7 separate regions of the Mus musculus genome follow, and all the other regions are linked to region 4. Evidence: chromatin contacts called from public ChIA-PET and HiChIP or PLAC-seq data. All regions are on one chromosome and are shown on one strand. The core of a region is the stretch at or near the end of the contact, and the rest is flanking DNA. Distances in the headings are between cores, read along the strand shown. Region 1 holds the start of Tnfsf9 (tumor necrosis factor (ligand) superfamily, member 9). Region 2 holds the start of Khsrp (KH-type splicing regulatory protein). Region 3 holds the start of Tnfsf14 (tumor necrosis factor (ligand) superfamily, member 14). Region 4 holds the start of Fem1a (fem 1 homolog a). Region 5 holds the start of Gtf2f1 (general transcription factor IIF, polypeptide 1). Region 6 holds the start of Mllt1 (myeloid/lymphoid or mixed-lineage leukemia; translocated to, 1). Region 7 holds the start of Dennd1c (DENN/MADD domain containing 1C).

Region 1 (3,309 bases), core at 40-2,539, 850 kb after region 4:
ATGCCTGTCTGTGTCTGTATCCCAATATACTGGGGAGGGTCAGAAGTTCAGAGTCATCCTAGGCTGTCTAGTGAGTTGGAGGGCTGCAAGGCGAAGACCAGACCCTATGTAGAAACAAACAACTCCCCATTTTATAGCTTGTTGTTTCCTGCTGAGATAAATGGTCTGGTTATATCAGTACTTTTTTTTTTTTTAATTATGTTTACTGATGGTATGCATGTCGTGGTCAAAGGGCACTTTCAGGACAAATTTCTGGGTGTCAGTTCTTTCTTCCCACCATGTAGGTCCTGAGGACTGAACTCAGGCCACCAGGCTTGTGATTATACTATTACTGGCTGAGCCATCTCAGCAGATCTAACCAGATCAGAACATTGAGGAGTCTGTCTCCAAGGTTTGCCCAGAGCCAGTCATCTCTCAGTTCCTCTTTTGGGGGGTCTTCTCTGCGCCCCCCCCTTTTGCCTCTACCTCAGGCAAGAACAGTGAAAGAATGGGAAATTGGAAATGTGTCCGCTGCCTGGGGGAATTTCTCTATCTGGACTCTCCAGCCTTCTGTTTCTGGAGTCCTAAGAGACTACTAACAGGAAGCCCCAAGAAAGTGGGTGGGGACACACCAGGAAAGGCCCAGGGTAGAGATGGGGTCCTGGGGAGGAAGAGGCTGAGTGAGTGGGTGCCTAGCAGGTCTCTTTGATTCCGCTGGGGATGGGTGGGCAGTTTTGGATGTCCCTAGAGTCCTCGACAAAACAACAACAACAAAAAACAAAACAAAACAAAACAAAACAACAACAAAACCCCCTGCATTTAGGGCGTCCCAGGGATGGGGAGCTAGGGGTTGGAAGAAAAAGGGAGCAGGAGAGATCAGGAGAGAGACAGAAGTTTGAGAGACAGAAAAACAGGAATGAAAATCAGCAGCGGAGAAATAACCTACCAGTGGGGAACACAGAAAAAGAAGGGAGACAGAGCTGTGGATTCAGGAGAGGCCAGGGAGGGAATGGATTCCGATATCACATGGTTCCCATCATATAAAAAGCTCTTTAATGTGTCAGTGTTAAACCAAATCAAACACACACACACACACACACACACACACACACACACACACACACACAAAAAGGGAAGAAGGACGGGCGGGCACAGGGCCTGGACAGGGAAGGGGAAAGGGGCGAGAAGGGGGAGGGGAAGGGGGGAGGAGGAGAGAAAGTTCCGGGAGTCGAGGGGCGGAGCGCGGAGCCCGGGAACCCCGCGGCTGCCCTCCCTCCCTTCCCTCCCCGGAAAAGGCGCCTCGGTAGCCTATAAAGCACGGGCACTGGCGGGAGACGTGCACTGACCGACCGTGGTAATGGACCAGCACACACTTGATGTGGAGGATACCGCGGATGCCAGACATCCAGCAGGTACTTCGTGCCCCTCGGATGCGGCGCTCCTCAGAGATACCGGGCTCCTCGCGGACGCTGCGCTCCTCTCAGATACTGTGCGCCCCACAAATGCCGCGCTCCCCACGGATGCTGCCTACCCTGCGGTTAATGTTCGGGATCGCGAGGCCGCGTGGCCGCCTGCACTGAACTTCTGTTCCCGCCACCCAAAGCTCTATGGCCTAGTCGCTTTGGTTTTGCTGCTTCTGATCGCCGCCTGTGTTCCTATCTTCACCCGCACCGAGCCTCGGCCAGCGCTCACAATCACCACCTCGCCCAACCTGGGTACCCGAGAGAATAATGCAGACCAGGTCACCCCTGTTTCCCACATTGGCTGCCCCAACACTACACAACAGGTGAGGCTCATCTCATCCCTAGGGGACTCTTTCTTACCTTCTGGAAGCATCGCTGCACCGACAGGGAGAGAACAGCACTTCCTCCCCACCCCCGCCCCGCCCCGCCCCGCCCCGCCTCGCTCTGCTCCTGCTACTCCGCTTGAAGCACCCCCTCTCCATCTCGCACTCAGAGGAAATCCCTTTGCGTCTTGACCCCTTGAATGAACCTATGAAACCTGGGGGAGAACTCCCGAGGGTGCACCGCAGTTCCCTTCAGTCCCACTTAGGCCTTCAGGGCTCTCCTTCTCCATCCAAAGTTGGACGCCCCAATGTGTGCTGGGCCGTATGAGTTCCTATCTGCTTCTTTAGGATGTAAGGTACCATCTACCTTTATTTTTCTTTCTTCCCAGGGCTCTCCTGTGTTCGCCAAGCTACTGGCTAAAAACCGTGAGTGCCCCCTGATTTATTTCCAGCGGGTCCCGCAGGGAGGTTGAACAAGGGGACCTGTTCAACCTTCTAGTCATGTCCCTCTCCCTCACTTACTCAGCCTTTCTCACTTGCTGTCACAGCTCCAACTGTCATCCTTGGGACCCCATCCAGGTTTTCAGAGAATTGAGAATTCTCACCCCCAGCTGACTCTGGGAGATCTCCTTTTCTCTTTTCCTTCCTCTATCCCTCCCATGTAGCCCAGGCTTCCTCCAAATTCATTATGTAGCTGAGGCTGGCCGCCCTGCTGCCAACACCTCCAATGGGCTGGGATAAATGAATGCCTTTGGGCTTCAGGCACCCTATTGAGCCCGAGCCCTAGTCTCTCCCTGTCAAGTCTTAGTTGTCAAATTATTTGCCCTCAGAGATGACTCTCTTCCTGCACTCTCCATATCCCACCTCTCTCCCAGTTTTGTTCATCCCTCTCTTACTCCTCTGATTTCTCTCTCTTCTTTTCTCCTCTCCCCCTTCCCCTCTTGTGGCCCCTTTACTCAGCTCCTTCCAGGAGTCCATGTGCATCTCCGCTCTTAACACTCTAGACCCTCGCCCCTTTGCCTCGTTCTTATTCCACAACCACTTTCTTAAATTGTATCCCTTCTGGGTGGCCCCTCCCTCCTTTTCTTCTGTTTTGTCTCCTCTCTTTCCTCCCCATTCCCATGGTTTCCCCCCTCCCCCACACCCCGCAACCCTCAGCAACTCAGTGTTCTTTTTCTAGAAGCATCGTTGTGCAATACAACTCTGAACTGGCACAGCCAAGATGGAGCTGGGAGCTCATACCTATCTCAAGGTCTGAGGTACGAAGAAGACAAAAAGGAGTTGGTGGTAGACAGTCCCGGGCTCTACTACGTATTTTTGGAACTGAAGCTCAGTCCAACATTCACAAACACAGGCCACAAGGTGCAGGGCTGGGTCTCTCTTGTTTTGCAAGCAAAGCCTCAGGTAGATGACTTTGACAACTTGGCCCTGACAGTGGAACTGTTCCCTTGCTCCATGGAGAACAAGTTAGTGGACCGTTCCTGGAGTCAACTGTTGCTCCTGAAGGCTGGCCACCGCCTCAGTGTGGGTCTGAGGGCTTATCT
Region 2 (3,108 bases), core at 445-2,944, 770 kb after region 4:
ATAATGAAGAGGGCAGTAACTCAATGGGTCCTCCCACCTAGGGAGGAGCCAGTCCTTAGGCCGGAGGCCTTGGGACAACCCCAGGATAGCAGCATCTGTGGTAAGCCTGGCCTGTCCAACTCTCAGAATGTACCCGAGTGGGGTTGTGAGCAAGGCTGAGCCAGGTCACACCAGCACATAACACTCTTAAATGCGGTCATCAAAACAAGGCATGTTCCCAAAGACAGACAATACTTTTGAATTCAAACAGTAAAAAGCAGGATCCCGTGTCCACCTTCCCCACCTCATCCCAAAGCCCAGGCTCTCTAACAAAGGGTCGGTCCTCTCTTCATCAGAAAGAACTCTCCCAACCCCTTACCAAATCCCTTCCTAGGGAAGGTACAGAAATGGGCCAGGGGACCTGTTTTGACTTGAAAATAGGAGTAATGGTGTGTAAAGCAAGATCCTCTAAAAGGGAGTTGAATTTCTGGGCGGGTGCAAATGTGTGCTAAGATGGGTCCCCCCCACTTTCTAAGTATACGGCCAAGCTCAGTCCCTGTGCAAACCTAGGACTCCGTCTTGGGAACTAATATATTCTGAACCCTCAGGTCTCTGAATAGCGGTCTCCTACCATCCTGCGATGCAACTTTACAAACCCTGAGAAGCCCTTGGGGACCCTAAGACTCCAAGGGTTCAAAGAGGGGTCTCACAGCATCTCTGACCCCATCCTTCATGAACTCAGGAATTGCTCTTACAGATCTGCCTCAGTTTCTAGAACCCCATGGGTCCTAAGGGGGTGCCTAAGTGAAAACCCAGGAGTGATTCTTGGGGACATCCTCATAACATTCAAGCTCAGGCCTTTGGAAAACTAGGAGACCTCTCCAAATCACAAACAGTCTTGGACTTTAGAGTGGTCCTCAGAATGCAAACCCTATATCTTGAATGGAAATAACGGGTGCAAGCTCGGGGGGTGGCTCTTGGGGACACTGTCCCAGACTGCAACCTTTATGGGTCCTAGAGGAATCCTCTAGTACACCCAGGAAAAAAATCGTGGGAACTCCAAAGCTGCAACCCTCCTAATAGAGAAGACCTGGTGCAAGTACAGGGGTGGGTCTCAGGGACCCCAAAGGCTGCAAGCCCTGGTACCCAAGAGAAACCGTCCAGTGCAAAGTCTAGTTTTCGGAGATCCCCCCTTCAACGCACCCTTAACTACACGCACGCAGAGGGTCACCCTCACACCGTGACGGCCCCAGACTCCCCGCCCCGAGCCCGCCGCCCACGTGACCCTCCCGCGACCCCGCGCGCGCCGCTGCCCCCTCCCCCGCGCGCGCGCACGCGCCCTCGCGGCCCCCTCACCTGGCGGGCCCGCTGCACGGCGTCGGCGAAGGCGTCCTTGCGGATCCCAGGGCCGCCGCCACCGGGAGGCTGTGAGGGGCCCCCGGACGCGCCTCCTCCACCCGGGCCGCCGCCGCCAGGGCCTCCGCCGCCCCGGTCTCCCGCGCCCGGCGGGCCCGGCGGAGGGCCTCCTCCCGCACCCGCGGCTCCCCCTCCGCCGCCAGCGGGAGGCGGCGGGCCGGGCGGGGGACCTCCGGTGTTGTAGTCCGACATGGCGCGGCGGGGACGGGCTTGGTGCGGAGGCTTCAAGCTGAGGAGGCGGAGGCGGCGGCGGCTCAACGCGGGAACAAGGCCTCGCTCCACACGGCCGCGGAGCACGATGGGAAGCCAGCGGCTGGGAAGGCGACGGGGAGGGGGGGTCGCGGAGGGGGAAGAGGGGCACCTCCTCCCGCCACCGGCTTGACGGACGCCGAGGAACAGCCAGTAGTATACGGCTACCACTCTACGCCCGCCAATCGTGGGCCGTAAATCCGGGCGACCAGTCAGAGCTTCGGAAGATGCAGGGGGCGGGAGGCGCGGTGTGACTGACGAAGATAGGACTCAATAAGCCCAGGGCTGCTGGCGCTGGGCGGGCAATTGGAAGTCACGCGAGAAGTCAGGAGGCCCAATGAAGCGCGAGTTCCACCTTCTCGGGGCGGCTCTAGGATGAGAGTGACGGCTCTGATCAGTCACGTGGCCTTGAGGGCGGAGCCTATGAAAATTCTCTGGGATGAGCTGGGCGGGCGCTCGGCAAGATAGTCGTCAACACCAGCTAATGAATACACTTAGGAGGCGGTGCTTGCTAAGATTGGCAGTCATTTGATCCAGTCCCCGAAGCATTTTGGAGGATGCGCTTGGATTTGGACGTGACTTTTCTCAGAATCCTTGTCCTCTGACTTCTGAGCCAATGGCTGAGCGACAAGGGCAAGCGTTCAATGATTGACCCCTCTGTGGACAAATAGCAGTAACAGAAGTAATAGTGCCCGCTTGCTGAGAGCCAGTGAAAGCGCATCTGCATTGGGGTGGAACCCGCTACCAGGCGGCAGGAGCGGATTAGTGGGAGCAGAAGTGAGTGGCAGAGGACGTGGGAGGTAGTGCTCAGCAGCCGGAACTATGGGCAGGACCTTAAGTCAGCGCCCCAGTAGCCTGGCTTGGGGAGGCCTTGCCCGTGGCCTGCCCGAAGCCTTGGGGGGTGGGGGGAGTGGTGGCCCGAAATTGGGTGAAGATTTTCCCTCAAAGGACCTTCACTTCCAAGACTCATGACACCAACTCCTCAAACTTCAAGCCTATTCCCAACCTCGACCCAGGCCCCCCACAGGGGTCCAAGTCTCCTGCTCCCAACCCTGGACTAAGAAGGAACCCCAAGTTCCCACAGGAGTCCAAACTTCCAGTTGCCACCCTGGGCCCAGAAGTCCCAGGTCCATTTACCGGAGTTCAAGACCCCTAGAGCTCCTAGCCTGGACCCCAAAATCTCAGGTCCTCCTGATCCCCAAGTCGTCAGGGTGGGGGTTGAACTTAGGATCTCATAAATGCTAGGCAAGCACCCTAGACGATACACCCCATCTCCCAGCTCCCACCCAGAACCAGCTAATCTCAGACACAGACGTCCAAAACTATCTTTATTCATTGTCTGCATCTTCTCTTGAACAAGCCTGCAAAAACCCGGCTGGAATCCCAACTCAGAATCCCAATTGGAGGACTCCCAGCGCTTTTCTAATCCGAGTCCTGGGTGGTTTTTGCAAACCAAAATGGCCT
Region 3 (3,073 bases), core at 166-2,665, 940 kb after region 4:
TCTGCTTCTCTGGCCCTGGGGGAGGGGCACCTGCGAGGCCTACAATGTGACACTGGGTGATGACCCAGAGTTGGTGTGGGGAGGTGCTGAGCGGAAACCATTCCACCTGCTTCAAAGGGACTGGGGCCCAAACTCACCTTGTATCAGCTTCTCCCAGGAGCCTTTGCCTCCATCCTGAAATGCAGACAGGGATGTTTGGTAAGGACATGCCGCTCCGAGTCTCACTGGTATGTGGTGATGAGACTGTCTGGCCATGGCCACAGACACCACCCATGGACATGTATGCAGAGCCACACATGCACATATCACATACATACACACAGATGCAGGGGGAGGGGCACACACCTAATTAGATCTGTTGTATTTCCAAGATAGGCTCTCATGTAGCCCAGTCTGGCCTCAGACTTGCTAAATAGCCTAGGATGACCTTGAACTCCCTCAGTCTTCTGCCTCCCCTGCCCAAGTGCTGGGATGAGGAATTAACTAGTCAAGTCGAGTGTCTGAAATGCTTGAGACTAGAATTGTTTCGGAACTGTTTTCGAGGTTTTTGGATAGTTGAGGGCCGGTGAGAGGGCTCAGGCGGTAAAAGTGCTTGCTGCCAAGCCTGGCTACCTGAGTTCAGTCCCTAGGACCCTCCACAAAGGAAGGCACAGAGAAGTGATTCCATAGAGGTGTTCCACATACATGCTGCGGCACATGCATACTTTTTCATGTCTACACACTAAATAAGTAAATGTAATTAAAAAAAAAAACTTAAAAAGAAAATATAGGCAAAGACTCGGGAGCATACTGTGACACACCCATGGCTTGTCTGAAAGGAACAGTGAGCAAGCACATGAGAGAGCTGCGAGTGAAGCAGGGTGACCATGAAGCCAGTGGTGGACAAAGGTTTGGGCTGGAAACAACAACCGAGTAGGTGAATCCCAAGGAAACTGCCGGGCACTGCACGTGTATCAGATCCTCATGTAAAGATGAGAAGACTGAGGGTCAGAGAGACAGGCTAACCGAAGCCCTGGGTTCTAGCACACAATACACAACCATAAAGGGACAGGTACTGGAGAAGACTCGCTGGTTCCCCAAGCCCCACTTACTGGCAGATGAGCTACTATGTCTCCAAGACGTTGATGCAGTCTCAGGAGAAACCAGCCCTGAGTGGCCAGCCCAGCACCTAGCAGCAGCACCAGGGCCAGGCTGACCTGGACAGTGCCACAGCGCCGTCTCCGGTGGTTCTGTTCCAGCCGCCTGAATGGGATGTCCGTCTGTCCATCCACCACAAACACTGAAGGCTGTACCACACTCTCCATGCCAGAGCAGCTGAGGCTCCGAAGCCCAGGGAAAGGGTTGGCAAGCCTGAGTTCCTCCTCTCCGGAGGAAACCACAATTGCCCAACACGCTCGGGCTGTGCAAACTGCAAAAGGTTCCTGTCACCCCTAGGACTCACTTTAAAGCTGAAGTCTGGTGCCTCCCCTTTCCTCACGTACCTCCTCTTCTTCCTGTGCCCCCAGAAGGCCCAGCCCCCGGTCGATCACTCTCACTGAGGCCACCATAGCTCACACTTTCCAGAAAATGTGACTCAGGTGGGATGGATGGGGCAGCCCCTGCTCCGATGTACTTGGTGGCTTTTGTTTCCCTCAGAGGAGCTTCTGTGGGTTCCATGCAAGCATCTTGCACCGCACCTGCATTTGCACGCGCTGACAAGCAGAGGCCTCTGTGTTTGCTTTAGTCTGTGCATATGGGTGCAGGTGCTTGTACAGATGCACGGTTCGTGGATGTGTGCACACAGGTGTAGATGTTCTGATATGTGTCTGCAAGTGCTGGAACAAGCACACAGGCATTTCCTGATGTGTGTGCAGGTCCATATATGGACACACACACACACACACACTACAGTGTCTATCATCTATTAGCACATGCACACATGAACCTCAGATGTGTTCATATGTGTGTCCACTGGAGACGGTGCTGGGGTAGATTTTCAGATACCACCTTGTCCCCAAATCTTCAGCTTGGACCTTACCCCCATCAGACACCCTCCCAGATACTGAGGACTTGGGGGTTCAGTTAGAAGACTCACCAGCGCCCCTTCTCAATGTCAATGGCCCCCATGCTGTAGTGTTTGTCTTGACACAGGGCTGGCAATGCTGTGACCACAGAACCCCAGTGCTCTGCCACGCTGCTGATTCATGGCTTCTCTAACCAGGGTTCCAGGGGAAGTACTGCTGAGACTCCTGTCCCCCTGCAGGACCCACCCATCCACCTGCCTCAGCAACAGAGCCCTTCAGAGGAAGCCCAGGTCTGTGAGGTGCTGAAGGGATGTGTGCTGTTGACATGAGCTTGTCAACAACTCCAGAGCCTCAGACCCAGAGGGAAACATAGCCTTCTCTTCTGGTCCACGCATGGATGTGCATGTCGCCAGTGTGTGTAGAATGTGTTCACCATCCTCCCCCTTGAGTGCTGACGCATGAACATAGCTCCCTTCCAGGGACAGTTCTTATGGAGACTAACTCAACCTGCCTTCCCCATCCCATTGTGCATATAAACCCTGCCTCCTTGCTTAACTGTATGTAATAAGTTGCCTTTTTCAGTGGTAGGCAATAACCCCACTTCTCCACTCGACTCTATATAATAACGTGCTAAGAGAACTCGTGTGCAGAAGGCCCAGATCACATGACCCCAGGATTCCTGGATGTCTGTGTTTGTCGTTTCTTCATCTCTTTGCTGTTGCCCAACTCAGGTCCATTCCTGGAACTGTGCAAATTACTCAGCAGCCCGGAGTATCTGATACTCCATAGAGGATCTGCCTGGAAGCGTTCTCTAGTCTCTCATGGTCTGTGCTGGCCAGTGTCAATTTGACACAAGCTACATTCATTTTGGAAGAGGAAACTTCAATGGAGAAAACACCCCCAACAGATTGGCTTGTGGGAGGCCGTGCTCACTGTAGACTGGGCCTTCCCTGCACTGGCATTCCTGAGTTCTATAAGAAAGCAGGCTGAACAAGTCATAGGACACAAGCCAGTAAGCAGTGTTCTTCCATAGTCTCTGCATCAGCTCCTGTCTCCAGGTTCCTGTCCTG
Region 4 (3,349 bases), core at 501-3,000:
TATGGATAGACACAAGGTGCAGACAGGAGCTGGAGTGGCCACCAGCACAGCCCCCCCCCCCCCCAGTCTCCTTGGAGCTGACTCACTGCAGGCCTGAGGGAGTACAGAAAGACAAATCATATTGAAAACAAAGAAAAACAACTAGTGAGGTGGTTAGGCAAGCAAAGGTGCTTGCTGCCAAATCTGATGACCTGAGTTTGAGCCCCAGGACGCACACACGGTGGAAGAGGATGACTCCCAAGGGTTGTCCTCAGATCTCTGTGCCTGTGCTGCGGTGTGTGTGTGCACACACAATAATACAAATTTAAACTACATTTATTTTTCTTATTCTCTGTGTGTGTCCATGTGCTACAGAACATGTATGGATGTCAGAGGACAGCCCTTGGGAATCAGTTTTCATCTTCCATCACGAGGGTCCCGGGAATTGACATCAACCGGAGCTACATGAAATCCTACCTCAAACTGATCTTTAAAAAGACCTTGAGGAACTGGAGCAGTGGTTCAGCTGTGACTCTCAACCATAGGGATGCGCACACCACCAGTAACTCCAGCGGCAAAGATCCCGACGCCCTCTGCTGGCCTTGGCGGATGGAGGGAAAGCATGTGGCCTTTAAATTTTTTATTTATTTAATTTTATTTTATGTGCATTAGTGTAAGATCCCTTGAACTGGAATTACAGACCAGTTGGGAGCTACCATGTGGGTGCTGGGAATTGAACCAGAGTCCTTTGGATAAGTAGTCAGTGCTCTTGACCACTGAGCCATCTCTCTAGCCCCGCATGTGGCTCCTTAAAAAAAGAAGAAAGAAAGAAAAAGAAAAGCTAACGTGAAAATCGAGACTGCCTAACATTTCTGCAAATAGCTAAAGGCGAGTTGGGGTGCGCTGCCAGCTCAAGATCTTACACTCGGCGCGCGCCCCCTGCTGGTCAGCAAGCCTTTCGTAGAAGCCCTTCGCCTTCCACCTCGCTCCGGATTGGCTGGGAGTTGCCTTTGTTGCCCGCTGGGAAATGTAGTCCGCAAAGGAGGCGGAGGCCCATTCATTTCCTGCCTGCGCGACCTCGAAAACCGGAAGTACAGCACCACGCTACCCTGGGTCGTCCGCAAGGGCCGCCGAGCCTTGCCCGATACGAAGGGAGGCTTTTTATTTACATTTCGTCTCGCGGGTGCCCCACGGCGCTGTGGGAAGCGAATTCCTTTTTCCCCCACTTCATGTTTTCCTGTGGATTCTGACATGAATGACAGAATGCACATTATCACCTGGCCAAGCTGCTCAGAGCCCCTCAAAACATGGTGTATTTCCATGATGGGAACTGTAGTCTTTCAATGGTACCTCGCCCAGTATTCTTCGAGCTAAAGCTCGGACTTCTTGCCCTGTCTAGAGTCTGTGTCAGTGACAGTAACCGGAAGTATGTCATCAAATACTCAGGGTCACATACAACTTTATAGACTTGCATGGTAGGAATTGAAAACTGAGACCCTTTTGAGAGACGTCCTTTTGGGAACTGAGTGAGAACATGCTGCCGGCAATCTCCGCCTTAGAGTCAATACCAGGAAGTATGTCACCACATTTCCCAAGGATCGCACTAACCATTGGCCTTGCTTGGCGGAAATTGCCGTCCTGTCACCGGTTCCCCCCTATCCCTTTCGGGAAATGTAGTTTTTTCGCTTTTCTGATTCCAGTATCATTCGGCGGGCGATCGCTCATAGGACTCCATTTCCCAGCATGCCTGTGCACACTCTGTCCTCGCCCCTTCGCGGCGGCCATTTTATTCCTCCCGGAGACCCGCTAAGATGACAGCCCGGGAGAAGGTGAAGGTTGTCTCTGGCGACCGGCGGCCCGGCTAGATCCAGCAGCGAGGCTTCCAGCATGGATCTGCACACAGCGGTGTACAATGCGGCGCACGACGGCAAGCTGCCGCTGCTGCAGAAGCTGCTGGCCGGCCGTGGGCGTGAGGAGCTGGAGGAGCTGCTGGGTGAGGTGGCCGGCGGTGGCACGCCACTGCTAATCGCAGCGCGCCGTGGACACCTAGACGTGGTGGAGTATCTGGTGGACCACTGCGGCGCCAGCGTGGAGGCGAGCGGCTCCGTGCACTTCGATGGCGAGACCATCGAGGGCGCGCCGCCGCTCTGGGCAGCGTCGGCCGCGGGTCACCTGGCCGTGGTGCGTAGCCTTCTGCGCCGAGGCGCCTCGGTCAACCGCACCACGCGCACCAACTCCACGCCGCTGCGCGCCGCCTGCTTCGACGGCCACCTGGACGTGGTACGCTACCTGGTGGGCGAGCACAAGGCGGACCTGGAGGTGGCCAATCGCCACGGCCACACGTGCCTTATGATCTCCTGCTACAAGGGCCACCGCGAGATCGCGCGCTACCTGCTGGAGCGCGGCGCACAGGTGAACCGGCGCAGCGCCAAGGGCAACACCGCCCTGCACGACTGTGCAGAATCTGGCAGCCTGGAGATCCTACAGCTGCTGCTGGGCTGCCACGCGCGCATGGAGCGCGACGGCTATGGCATGACCCCGCTGCTGGCCGCCAGCGTCACCGGGCACACCAACATCGTGGAGTACCTCATCCAGGAACAGCCGGGCCACGAGCAGCTCTCAGGGACAGAGCTTCCCGGGGAAGGCTCCTCCCAGGTGGCAGGAAACCACTGCTCCACCCCAGAAGAAGCAGAACCGTATGAGAGCTGCTGCCCTACCAGCCGGGAAGCAGCTGTGGAAGCTTTGGAGCTGCTGGGTGCCACCTACGTGGATAAGAAAAGGGATCTGCTTGGAGCCCTGAAGCACTGGAGAAGGGCGATGGAACTCCGTCACCAGGGTGGAGGCTACCTCCCTAAGCCGGAGCCCCAGCAACTGGTTCTGGCCTATGACTATTCCAGGGAGGTGACTACACCCCAAGAGTTGGAAGCCCTCATTACAGATCCTGATGAAATGCGGATGCAGGCGCTGCTGATACGGGAGAGAATCTTGGGCCCCTCACATCCTGACACTTCATACTACATACGGTACCGGGGTGCTGTCTATGCGGACTCCGGGAATTTCGAGCGCTGTATCCGTCTGTGGAAGTATGCCTTGGACATGCAACAAAACAACTTGGAGCCCCTGAGCCCCATGACCGCCAGCAGCTTCCTGTCGTTTGCAGAGCTCTTCTCCTACGTGCTGCAGGACCGCTCGGCCAAGGGCAACCTGGGCATGCAGCTTGGCTTTGCCGACCTCATGGGTGTGCTCAGCAAAGGGGTTCGGGAAGTGGAGCGGGCTCTGCAGTTGCCCAAGGAACCGGGTGACTCCGCACAGTTCACCAAAGCCATTGCCATCATCCTCCACCTTCTGTACCTATTGGAGAAGGTGGAGT
Region 5 (3,113 bases), core at 434-2,933, 750 kb after region 4:
TCGTTTCAGTAAAGTTATTACTATACATAGTCACCAGCCCAGGGTTAGGTCCCTGCCCCAGCCACCCAGAATCACCCACTTACCTGGTTCCAGGTAGCAAAGTTGACTTTATCGGCTGCATTAAAAGCCATTATGTTGTATCTTTTGGCTGTGTTCCTGGAATGGGCAAGAAACTATTCAATCTATTGATTATTCATTCAACAAATCTATGCTTTACACCCTTGGTTGTAGGTAATTCTGGGAACTCATAAAAGACTCCAGAGCAATGGTTCTAAAGCTCTGACCCTCTAATACATCTCCTCATGCTGCGGTGACCCAATCATAAAATTATTTTTGTTTAGTTCACAACTGTAAGCTATAAATGGTCATGTAAATATCTGTGTTTTCCGATGGTCTTAGGCAACCTGCAAGTTGAGAACCACGCTCTAGTTTTTCAGGGGTTTTGTTTTGTTTTGTTTTAAAGAATCAAGATCCATCTCATCCAACCCAACCCCATCAGATAAAGATCCACAGACACTAGGCTCTCTTACAGCATCACATACAGAAAGAGTGAGAGCGAGAGCAAGAGCGAGAGTGAGAGAGGAGAGACAAGAGAGAACATTCATACACATAGATAATAAATTAAATCTTCAAGAAACAAAGGGACCACCAGGCAGAGTTGGCACATGCCTTTAATCCCAGCACTTGGGAGGCAGAGGCAGGTGGATTTCTGAGTTCGAGGCCAGCCTGGTCTACAAGGTGAGTTCCAGGACAGCCAGGGCTACACAGAGAAACCCTGTCTCGAAAAACCAAAAGAGAAAAAAAGAAAAAAGGAACCAAAAGTGCGGAGGACCCCTATGTAGAAAGAAGGGCAGGCAGGCAAGGGTCTTAATGGATCTGAGTGGGTTCAAAGCCAGCCTGATCAAACCATCTGAACTACACAGTAAGACTCTTGTCTTCAAAATAAACAAAACTTAAGAGGGGGCTGGGTGTGGCTCGGTGGTGGAGTACTTGCCTAGCATGTACCCACCTAAAATAAAGTTAGAAGTTGAGGGACATGGCACTTGGCACAAAAAAACAGGATGTATACCACCTGTGACCAGTTTGGGGTTTTCTTTTATTTTGGGACAGGACCCGACTATGTAGCCCTGGCTGTCCTGGAACTCACTATACAGACCTGGCTGGCTGCGAACTCACAGAAATTCTCTTACATCTGCTTCCCAAGTGCTGAGATTAAAGGCAGTCACCATGTCTGACCTGACCCGTCTGACTCAGGGCAAAGTCACCGACCCCTGACATTAACTACCAAGGGGTAACTGTTACTGTGTCTTGGACGGGGTGGCAGGGGAACACAGGGCCGAGGTTCTGGAGTGTGGGTGGACGGGGACTTACTTGGGGACTCGGACGACGTACTCGGTGACATTCTGGCTGCTGGAGCCCTGCAAGAGAGCAGGGGTCTGTAAGGCGAGGAGAGGGCGCGGGGTCTGTTCTGCGACACCTCTGTCCCCACCTCATTCATACTCACTAGAGCCGCCATGGCCGTTGCTCAAGCTGCTCCCGGTCGGCCTGACGGGATGAACTTCGTTGTGTCCCTCGGCTCCAGGAAAGGGAAGGCACCTTTCCTGGTTGTCACGTTAGTGTGATGCTGTGCTTTGGATTTCCAAATCCTTAAGTCTCGGAGAATGCTGGAAGACGAGAAAAAGAGACCTAACTCTCTGCGCATGCGTTAGAGCCTGACCCGGAAGTTGAGCTGCCACACCGAGAAGAGCGCAGCCGCTGTAACTACTCTAGATCACCAGCTTCGGAGAGAAAGCCACCTTTTGGCGGCGTTCTCTGTTTATATACCACGGAAAAGTCACGTGTAGACACGCCCGTCGTGACGTCACGACGCAGGCACCGCGGAGCATCCTGGGTAGGGTGGAAATGGAGTCTCCTGGTAGACGCGAACTCGATCCTCTTGCGCAAGCGTAAATGTGTCCAAGAAGCGGGAACGGAGGCCGAGTTGCCATGGCAACCGAGGCCCACTCTGTGGGGTGGCTTCTTCGGCTCTTCTGGGGCGGGTCTGAGGTTCAGTTTTCTGTGTCCTGGGATATGGGGATCCCGAGGATCTTGCAAAATGAGTCCCTTGTGACGTAGAGCGGAGCCGGGGACTCGGTGCAGGGTGGAGACAGGGCCCCAGCGTACCCCGGCATTGCGGGCGGGATGGGTCTGTGCGAGTCCACGCTGCCCCAGCTGGGCAGAGCTTTGAGGCCCCAGGAGAAGGGTAACGACGTGGGGTGGTTGGTTTACATGGGCCAACGAAAGGGGGAGATGGGCAAGTATCCCCACTACCTGGGGGTGTACACCAACCCCTGCACGGAAGGAACGCATCTGCGCATGCTCCCACCTCACTGTTGGTTGATGCCTTTGGCATATAACTTGAGTAGAGGAGCCAGTGTCGGAAATGGAAAGTACTATTCTCTGGGGACAAATCAGAGAAAGGGAGCCTACGGGATGCAAAGGAGTTGGTTAAGCAGAGGGGCAAGGGAGGCACAGGCATTGAACTTGAGAGGAATGAGATAGGCTGATTCCATGACTGTCTTTGCATAAACAACTGACTCCACAGATGTGTCTAGTAGGGGAGGCATTCATTTCTCCGCCTTCAGGGAGTGCGCCTTAAGTTACAGAGGCTGGCTAGGAAGACCAAAGTGAACTGAAAGGGACAAAGAACGAGGGCTGACTGCGGAGGAGAGGAAAGGGCAGAGAGGTCTTATCCCAACTCAGAGGTTGTGTGACTAGAGGCACAAGCAGGCAGCATAGAAAGGACCGCATGGTGGGCGGAGCAGGGTGCTACTGGGTGAGTTTGAGGGCCCTCTTCTTTATCTGTAAAATGGGGTGATGGAGTCACTAAGGCACTTCATGGAGGTCTGTGCAAATGGCTCAGGAAAATCCCCACAGGGGGATGCTTCAACGTGAGTCCAGGATTTCTTATAGACTTGCACTAGTACCATCTTTCTTCCCTGAACACCATAGATATCCTGAGGTATCCCCTGATCATCTTCGTGGTGGGGGGGCCCGGCTGCGGGAAAGGGACCCAGTGCAGAAACATGGCTCTGAAATACGGCTTCTACCATGTGGAGCTGGGCCAGCTGCTG
Region 6 (3,332 bases), core at 362-2,861, 680 kb after region 4:
GAAACTAACAGCCACATGGCCAAACTAGACAAAGCCGCCTCCATGGTGCCAGCAGCTAGGGATGACCCAACCTGCCCTTACCAACAGCAGAGGAAGCCATCAGCTGCCACCCCCACAGCCCCACACCTTCCCAGGACTGGTACCCCTGGAAGTTCCGTCTTTGGAAGGGAAGGGGGAGGATGTGACCCTGGGTGAGGGGAATCTAAAGAAGATGGGGAGGAGCTCACATGGTACAGAGCTGGGTGACATGAGGGGAAGAGGTAGAGGAGGCAGGCTACCCAAGAGGCTGGGAAAAGTGAACTGAAGTGAGTGTCTTAGATGGAGAGAGGGTGTGGCTGGGCAGAGAGCATTCAAAACAGACCTGAAGCTAGCACCTGGTTGGGGGGGGGGTATTCCCTGGAGTTTGGGGAGATTTGGGGTCATGGGCCCAGGAAGAAGGAATCTTCCAAAAAAAGATTGAGGCTCAGGCCCTATTTGGGGTGGTGTAGCATCTAAGAGGATATGTAGGGGGGGCATCCTAAAGTTACTAGCCCTGTCTGTGGGGACTCTGTGTAGACTCTCCACAGAGTCTGATTCATGCTAGGGACCACAGGGGCTGGAAGACCCACTTAAGTTCTGAGACATGTTTCCAAAGATTCTGGGCCATACAAGGATGCCAGGAGCTGTGGGGTGTACTGGAGTTCTGAAGGGAGTCTGGCTAGATTTGGATTCATAAGGGACGTGAGTTCCCGGCTAGACTGGGTGGCTTTGTAATCCCAATGGGTTCCATTCTCTACTGGGATTCTAAATGATTTCCCAGGGGATGTGGGGCCAGGACGGGATCCCCATGGTGCTGTGAGTGGCTATAGGATTCCAAAAGTCTTCCTGGAGAGCTGTGGACCAGGCGGGAGATCCCCAGGGTGCTAAGGTAGTACCAAGGCTCTAAGGGGAATCCCAAAGGGTTCCAGGCTGTGATGATGCCCAGGGCGCTAAATCCCTGGGATCCTGATAAACACTTCAGGAGTCTGTGTGTAAACTGGATTCCTAAGGGGCGCCTCCGGGGACTCTGGAATGAGATGGAGTTCCTAAGGTGTTGAAGCCCTGAGCTCCTGTATGATGCCCAGGGGGTACTCCGGGATTCTAAGGGGTGTCTCACGGGGCTCTGAGCCAGGCTGAGTCCCTCAAGATGCCGCGGCGGTGTGGATACACTACGCTGGCAGAGAATTCCCCAGTGTGGAGTGGGTGGCACTGGGGTGCTGAGTTAGATCCCAAAGGGTTCTGCACCAGACCTGGGGTCGCGATGGGGGAGGGGTACGTGGGTCACAGTGGAGGAGGGGCATCCCGAGATGGCGATGGGGGAAGGACGCCCCGGGGTCGCAGTGGCTGGAGAAGGGCCCATCCGGGTGGGCGCGCGCAAACTCGGTGCCCACGGGGCGGTGTGCGCGCAGGGCCGGCCACAACGCCGCGCAGGGCAGCGGGAGGCCAGTCCCGGGCGGAGGCTTCTTACCTGATTGTCCATGACTGGCGCCCGCCCCGCCCCCGGGCCCGCGTCGCTCTCGCTGCCGCCGCTCAGCAACGCCCCGCCGCTCTCATTGTCTGTCGGGGGCCGCACCGCCGCCGCCGCCGTTCCGGGCCGCCCGCCCGCCCGCCAGCCGCGCTGAACCGGAAACCGCCGCCAGCCCGGGCGGCTCAGCGACCGCGGGCCCCCAGCCGCCGACTCGGGCCCGGCCTCGCCGATGGACAAGCCTCCGAGCCTGTCAGAAGGCCAGAGACCCGCGCGTGGGGCGGGACTTCCGGGCTGGTGGGGGCCCGCCGGGCGACAGTCAGAACGACGAAGCCGTCAGCCAATAGAAAGCCGGCGCCGCAGGGGGGCGGGCGGAGGGAGTGAAGGAGGCGCGAGGCGAGCTCTGCTGAGCGGCGCGAGGTGTGCGCCGCACGTGGAGGGGTTGGGCCAGGCCGTGGCGCGGTGCCTGCGCACTGCGCCCCGGGAGCGGCTCTAGAGGGGACGTCCCTAAAAAGGCCCTAAGAGTTTAAGTTCGAGCCCTGCGGAGGGAGGGAGCGCTGGCGATGTTCGGTGCTCCTGCGTGACAGCGCCGGTGGTTAGTTTACCGGTCTGGATCCTGTAAAGCCAGCGGGTTCAGCCCACTTCTCCTTGCAAAGGCTAGGGTTGTGCATCTGTAAAAAACCAGCCTGTGACTTCAGTGACCTCTTCTGGCCTTCTCAAGCACTGCACACAGGTGCTAGCGCTCGCACACAGACACGCACCATTTAAAATGTAAGCTTTTAAAAAACAAAAACAAACAAAAAAACTTGTCGGAGGTGGTTCTTCTTTCTGTGGTTGTTACAGTGCACATCTGAAACGGAGCCATTCTAAATGATCAGCGGTCTCATTCATTCAACGCAGGGAAAGGAACGGTAGTCAGTAGTCAACCGTAGACTGTGGATACTGACAACTGGGGATTGAACTCAGGGCTCCCGCCATTGAACTACACCCACAGCTCTGTTTTCACTTTTTTACTTGAAGGCCAAGGCTGGGGCATAATTGGTAGAGCACTCTGCTAGAACGATGAAGCCCTGGGTTCTAGCCTCAAGACTCTATAAGCCAAGTGCAGAGATACATGTCTATCATCCTAGAACTTGGATATAAAAGGCAATACAAATTTTTGCTAACCTGAATAAAAGACACACACACAATCCAGGTATTTTATTTACAAACCGTAAGTCTAGGTTGTGCAGCTATTCTAGTTTGGAACTAGTTTGGAGCTATTCTAACTTACATCCCTGCCCATGTGTCCCTTGTGACGTGCTGTTTTTCCTGGCCACATGCTTATGGTCCATCTCCTCTCGTGGCGGCCTCCTCCAGTTTCCCTGTCTTTCTTAGTCTCCTTTCTCTACCTGCAACCTCCAGCCAGGTAACTGAAAACCTGCCTACCTCTATCTATTGCCCAGTCACAGGCTTTAGCCTTTTATTGACTAATTGACTTGGGAGGCTAGGTTACATACGTAGCATCACTTGGGGTATGTGAGGATCTCCTCCTTGGGGGCAACTAGACCTTGGGATACAGAATTTAGCACCTAAATACAAGCAGTACCAGACCAAGCCCCTACACTTGGAGGTGGAGGCAGTAAGACTGTGACCTCAAGATAGTGGTGAGAAAGCCCTCCCTTGTTCATGGAGTAAAGGTGCTATGCCACCAGTGGTTTAACTAGCCCTAACGATGACTGAGGCTCACTCATCGTTCAGAAAGACTAGATCAGGTAAACGGATGTAACTGAGGAGAGGCCCCCGACGGTCTGGTTCTGAAGAGAGCTGGCAGGGAACGGTTTCTGCATAATGTCTTGTAGAGATAAGC
Region 7 (3,228 bases), core at 78-2,577, 820 kb after region 4:
AGGAAAAAGAGAGAAAGCCATGGTGGCTGTACCCTTAACCCCCAGGCAAAGGCAGGTAGATCTCTGTGAGTTCAAGGCTTGCTTGATCTACATAGGAGTTCCAGGCTAGTCAGAACTACATACTGAGACCCTGTTTCTAAAGAGAGGGCTAGAGACAGAGAGGAGAGAGAAGGCAGGGGGAGACAGACAGACCAAGAGAGAGAGAGAGAGAGAGAGAGAGACAGAGAGAGACAGAGAGAGACAGAGAGAGACAGAGAGAGACAGAGACAGAGACACAGAGAGACACAGAGACACAGAGAGACACAGAGACACAGAGAGACACAGAGAGACACAGACACAGAGAGACACAGAAACAGAGAGACAGAGAGTTAGGGAGGGAGGAAGAGAGAGAAACAGAGACAGAGACAGAGACAGAGAAAAGGTAGCAAGAGGAGTCAGAGATAAAGGCATGCCTGTGACAGTGTGTCTGCCTGTAACAAGCACTTGGATAAAAAGAACATACTTATGATTCTTTCTGGTGCCTGTCTCTTGAATCTGTGGGGTAGAACGGCAGAGTCTCAGGTGTGTATCATGTGAGTCCTATCTCTTCTTTCCCTGTGCCTTTGAGCATATTTATGGCTTGTCCTTGTGTCTCTGGGAGATTTTTGTGCGGCCCACACTCAGCAGAGAAAGAAGAGCAAGGTGTCTTGGCACTGAACTGCAAGCCCCACAGCCTGCTCTTCCCTGCTGTCTACTGCATCTAGCAGAAGATGCTGAGGCCTTAGCTTTCAGAAACCAAGGGAAGTGTCTGTCTTGCTGATACCATATCCCATCTGGTTACACACACCACCCTGACATGAGCACCTGAAGCATCTCATTGTTGTACGGACACAGACACCCATGAGTCCCCCACTAAGGTTGACAGACAGTTTCCCACCATACCCTTCACACCTTACCACTGACTATCCCCTCCTGGAAATCACCTTCCTAAAAACCCCACCCTTACTGGAGCGTCATACTCCTAAAGTCCCTGGTTTCATTACACAGATCTAGAGCCAGGAAAATTGAAGAGAATGGCCTGATCAGGTCCCTAGAAGCCCCTCTGGTCAGTGGGTAGCTGTGCTTCCTGGGCCCTCCCCTGCTGTAGCCCCAGTTTTTTTGTTTTTTGCCCTCCCCCAACCCCACCCCGGCTCAGGTCTGGCAATCTCGCTGCACAGGATGGAGGGAAGACAGCTCTTACGTCTCTGTGGATCCCATGGTCTCTGCAGGGCTGGCCCAGCTGGGCCCTTTCCCCTAGTGCTTCTGGGGCTGGGGGAGCCTGTGTTTGCTTGGGGCTGGGCCCCTGATCTGCTCAGTTTCCTGTGTGGCTGAGAGAGGAAGTTTAACAGGGTGACGTCCCAGCCAAAGGAGGCCCCCGCCCCCACCCTCTGTGAGGAACTCAGGCGTCCTGGCTTCACAGCCTAGGTGGGGACAGGGTCTATGGGAAACAGGGCCAGGTTGGGAAGTCTAGCTTCACCCTTATGGTCCCCATGGCCACACCCAGGCCCTTTCTTTCTGAGTCCCCTGGGTATTGAAAGCCTGTGAAGATCACCCCCATCATTTCCCTGTGTTGCTTCTTGGTTTCATTTACAAGGGGCAGCTGCACTGAAGAGCAAAAGAGGCTGACAGAGGTTGATCGCTGGAGTCACACAGGAATCCTGATGGAAATGCAGGAGAGGCTCAGAACCCAGGTAAGGTGAGCACATGGGCACACACAGACACTCCCCCACACGCACACTGAGAGAGGTCACAGAATTGACTGAAGACAGGCAGACAGGCCCGGGTATTACCAAATTTAGGGTTCCATCTGTACCCCAAGAAGTTAGCTTCAGGGATTGGAGACATAGTTCCATAGTTAAGTGCATGTACTGCTATTGTACAGTGTGGTGGCTTGAATATGCTTGGCCCAGAGAATGGCACTATTAGGAGGTGTGGTCTTATTGGAGTAGGTGTGGCCTTGTTGAACTCCTGGAGCTGTGTCACTGAGGGTGTGGGCTTTGAGACCTTTCTCCTAGCTGCCTGAAAAAAGACAGTCTTCTCCTGACTGTCTTCGGATCAAGATGTAGAACTCTTGGCTCCTTCTCCTGAACCATGTCTGCCTGGATGCTGCCATGCTCCCACCTTGATGATAATGGACTGAACCTCTGATCCTGTAAGCCAGCCCTAATTAAATGTTGTCCTTTATAAGAGTTGCCTTGGCCATGGTGTTTCTTCTCAGCAATGGAGACCCTAATTAAGACACACAGGATGTAAGTGAAACACCACATGGGTGGTTCACAACTTCAGCTCCAGTGGATCTGAAGCCTCTGGCTTCTAGATACCCATTCACACAATTAGAAATAAAATCAATATTATACTGAAAAAAATTAAAAAAAAAAAAGAAGTCTTAAGCGTGGCTACCCATCCTTGAGAAGCCAATCAGCTACACCTTTAATCCTAGCTCTCAGGAGGCAGAGGCAGGCAGAGCTCTGTGAGTTTAGGGCCAGCTTGGGCTACACGGTGAGTCCCAGGACAACCTGGAACTCTCTACATAGGGAGATCCTGTCTCAAAAACACCAAAACCCAAACCAAACAAAATGCAGAAGATGCATTCAGTGATTCAGTGTGGCCACACTGGAAAGGGGGGGGGGACGGGATGGGGGAGATCCAGTGACCTTCAGGTCCATCTTTCCAAAGTACAGACTGTGGCCCCAGTATGCATGTTCCTGGTGTGCAAGTGGCTTATCTTACACTACAGAGTTGCTCTGGTCTAGCCTGGTCTGTTTGGCTCTGCAATCCCTGTACCCCACCACTCCAGGAGCTGATCTTCAGTGGCTGGTGGGCCCCTCCACTCCCTAGCTGCACTCAGAGAAGAAACTAAATCAAACAGAAACCACACCAAAGCAATGACTCATTTATTGATGGAGGGTCAGCAGGGGAGAGCAGGGTGGGGTGGATTTTAGGGAGGGGCTCTCTCACCCCAGGCAACAGGCCTCTCTTTTTCCTCGTCCTTCAGCACTTCTCTGGTAGGAACTGAACTAAGGCACAAGGGCAGGAACATACGGGGACTTACGGGAGCCAGAGTGAAGGTGCTGGGTCAGGAGTGGGTAGCTGTGAGGTCAGAGGTAAGGCAAGGTGAGAGGACTTGGAGGCTGGGGAAAATGTTAAGATCTAGAGAAATATCTGGGCATGTCAGAGGTGGAGGAGAATGGTTCAGGAGTGCTGGGGAAG

Evidence for each region. ChIA-PET counts read pairs in DNA pulled down with a chosen protein or histone mark. HiChIP or PLAC-seq counts read pairs in DNA pulled down with a chosen protein or histone mark.
Region 1: a FOXA1 HiChIP or PLAC-seq map of pancreatic cancer cells shows a contact between it and region 4. The contact joins the promoter of Tnfsf9 here to the promoter of Fem1a in region 4. A contact is called at or near these places in 1 of 39 promoter capture datasets (liver) and 2 of 115 datasets of contacts at active chromatin or transcription factors (memory CD8 T cells and pancreatic cancer cells).
Region 2: a contact with region 4 is called in an RNA polymerase II ChIA-PET map of memory CD8 T cells, with 64 read pairs. The contact joins the promoter of Khsrp here to the promoter of Fem1a in region 4. A contact is called at or near these places in 1 of 39 promoter capture datasets (liver), 1 of 484 Hi-C or Micro-C datasets (uterus) and 3 of 115 datasets of contacts at active chromatin or transcription factors (bone marrow-derived macrophages, memory CD8 T cells and pancreatic cancer cells).
Region 3: a contact with region 4 is called in an RNA polymerase II ChIA-PET map of memory CD8 T cells, with 7 read pairs. The contact joins the promoter of Tnfsf14 here to the promoter of Fem1a in region 4. A contact is called at or near these places in 1 of 39 promoter capture datasets (liver) and 2 of 115 datasets of contacts at active chromatin or transcription factors (bone marrow-derived macrophages and memory CD8 T cells).
Region 5: a contact with region 4 is called in an RNA polymerase II ChIA-PET map of memory CD8 T cells, with 51 read pairs. The contact joins the promoter of Gtf2f1 here to the promoter of Fem1a in region 4. A contact is called at or near these places in 2 of 39 promoter capture datasets (erythroid cells and liver), 1 of 484 Hi-C or Micro-C datasets (CD8 T cells), 2 of 115 datasets of contacts at active chromatin or transcription factors (memory CD8 T cells and pancreatic cancer cells) and 1 of 9 other capture datasets (adipose tissue).
Region 6: a contact with region 4 is called in an RNA polymerase II ChIA-PET map of memory CD8 T cells, with 18 read pairs. The contact joins the promoter of Mllt1 here to the promoter of Fem1a in region 4. A contact is called at or near these places in 1 of 39 promoter capture datasets (cranial neural crest), 1 of 115 datasets of contacts at active chromatin or transcription factors (memory CD8 T cells) and 1 of 9 other capture datasets (liver).
Region 7: a contact with region 4 is called in an H3K27ac HiChIP or PLAC-seq map of microglia, with 5 times the contacts expected there. The contact joins the promoter of Dennd1c here to the promoter of Fem1a in region 4. A contact is called at or near these places in 1 of 39 promoter capture datasets (embryonic stem cells) and 1 of 115 datasets of contacts at active chromatin or transcription factors (microglia).

Annotation. Positions count from the first base shown.
Region 1 is chr17:57,104,096-57,107,404 of GRCm38.p6, forward strand. It overlaps Tnfsf9 (tumor necrosis factor (ligand) superfamily, member 9), which reads left to right and starts at 1,290. Exons shown (of 3, transcript NM_009404.3): 1 at 1,290-1,765; 2 at 2,155-2,191; 3 at 2,946-3,309. The coding sequence starts at 1,337. Gm11110 (predicted gene 11110) reads right to left here and starts at 1,847. Exons shown (of 4, transcript NR_033508.1): 1 at 1,803-1,847.
Region 2 is chr17:57,029,813-57,032,920 of GRCm38.p6, forward strand. It overlaps Khsrp (KH-type splicing regulatory protein), which reads right to left and starts at 1,695. Exons shown (of 18, transcript NM_010613.3): 1 at 1,336-1,695. The coding sequence starts at 1,587. Slc25a41 (solute carrier family 25, member 41) reads right to left here. Exons shown (of 7, transcript NM_175333.3): 7 at 2,960-3,108.
Region 3 is chr17:57,192,766-57,195,838 of GRCm38.p6, forward strand. Tnfsf14 (tumor necrosis factor (ligand) superfamily, member 14) reads right to left here and starts at 1,416. Exons shown (of 4, transcript NM_019418.3): 1 at 1,092-1,416; 2 at 138-174. The coding sequence starts at 1,304.
Region 4 is chr17:56,255,043-56,258,391 of GRCm38.p6, forward strand. Fem1a (fem 1 homolog a) reads left to right here and starts at 1,751. Exons shown (of 1, transcript NM_010192.4): 1 at 1,751-3,349. The coding sequence starts at 1,867.
Region 5 is chr17:57,009,605-57,012,717 of GRCm38.p6, forward strand. It overlaps Gtf2f1 (general transcription factor IIF, polypeptide 1), which reads right to left and starts at 1,684. Exons shown (of 13, transcript NM_133801.2): 1 at 1,505-1,684; 2 at 1,372-1,418; 3 at 84-156. The coding sequence starts at 1,516. It also overlaps the pseudogene Gm17949.
Region 6 is chr17:56,933,777-56,937,108 of GRCm38.p6, forward strand. Mllt1 (myeloid/lymphoid or mixed-lineage leukemia; translocated to, 1) reads right to left here and starts at 1,612. Exons shown (of 12, transcript NM_022328.2): 1 at 1,487-1,612. The coding sequence starts at 1,498.
Region 7 is chr17:57,077,171-57,080,398 of GRCm38.p6, forward strand. Dennd1c (DENN/MADD domain containing 1C) reads right to left here and starts at 1,328. Exons shown (of 24, transcript NM_153551.2): 1 at 1,220-1,328. The coding sequence starts at 1,236. It overlaps Tubb4a (tubulin, beta 4A class IVA), which reads right to left. Exons shown (of 4, transcript NM_009451.4): 4 at 2,891-3,228.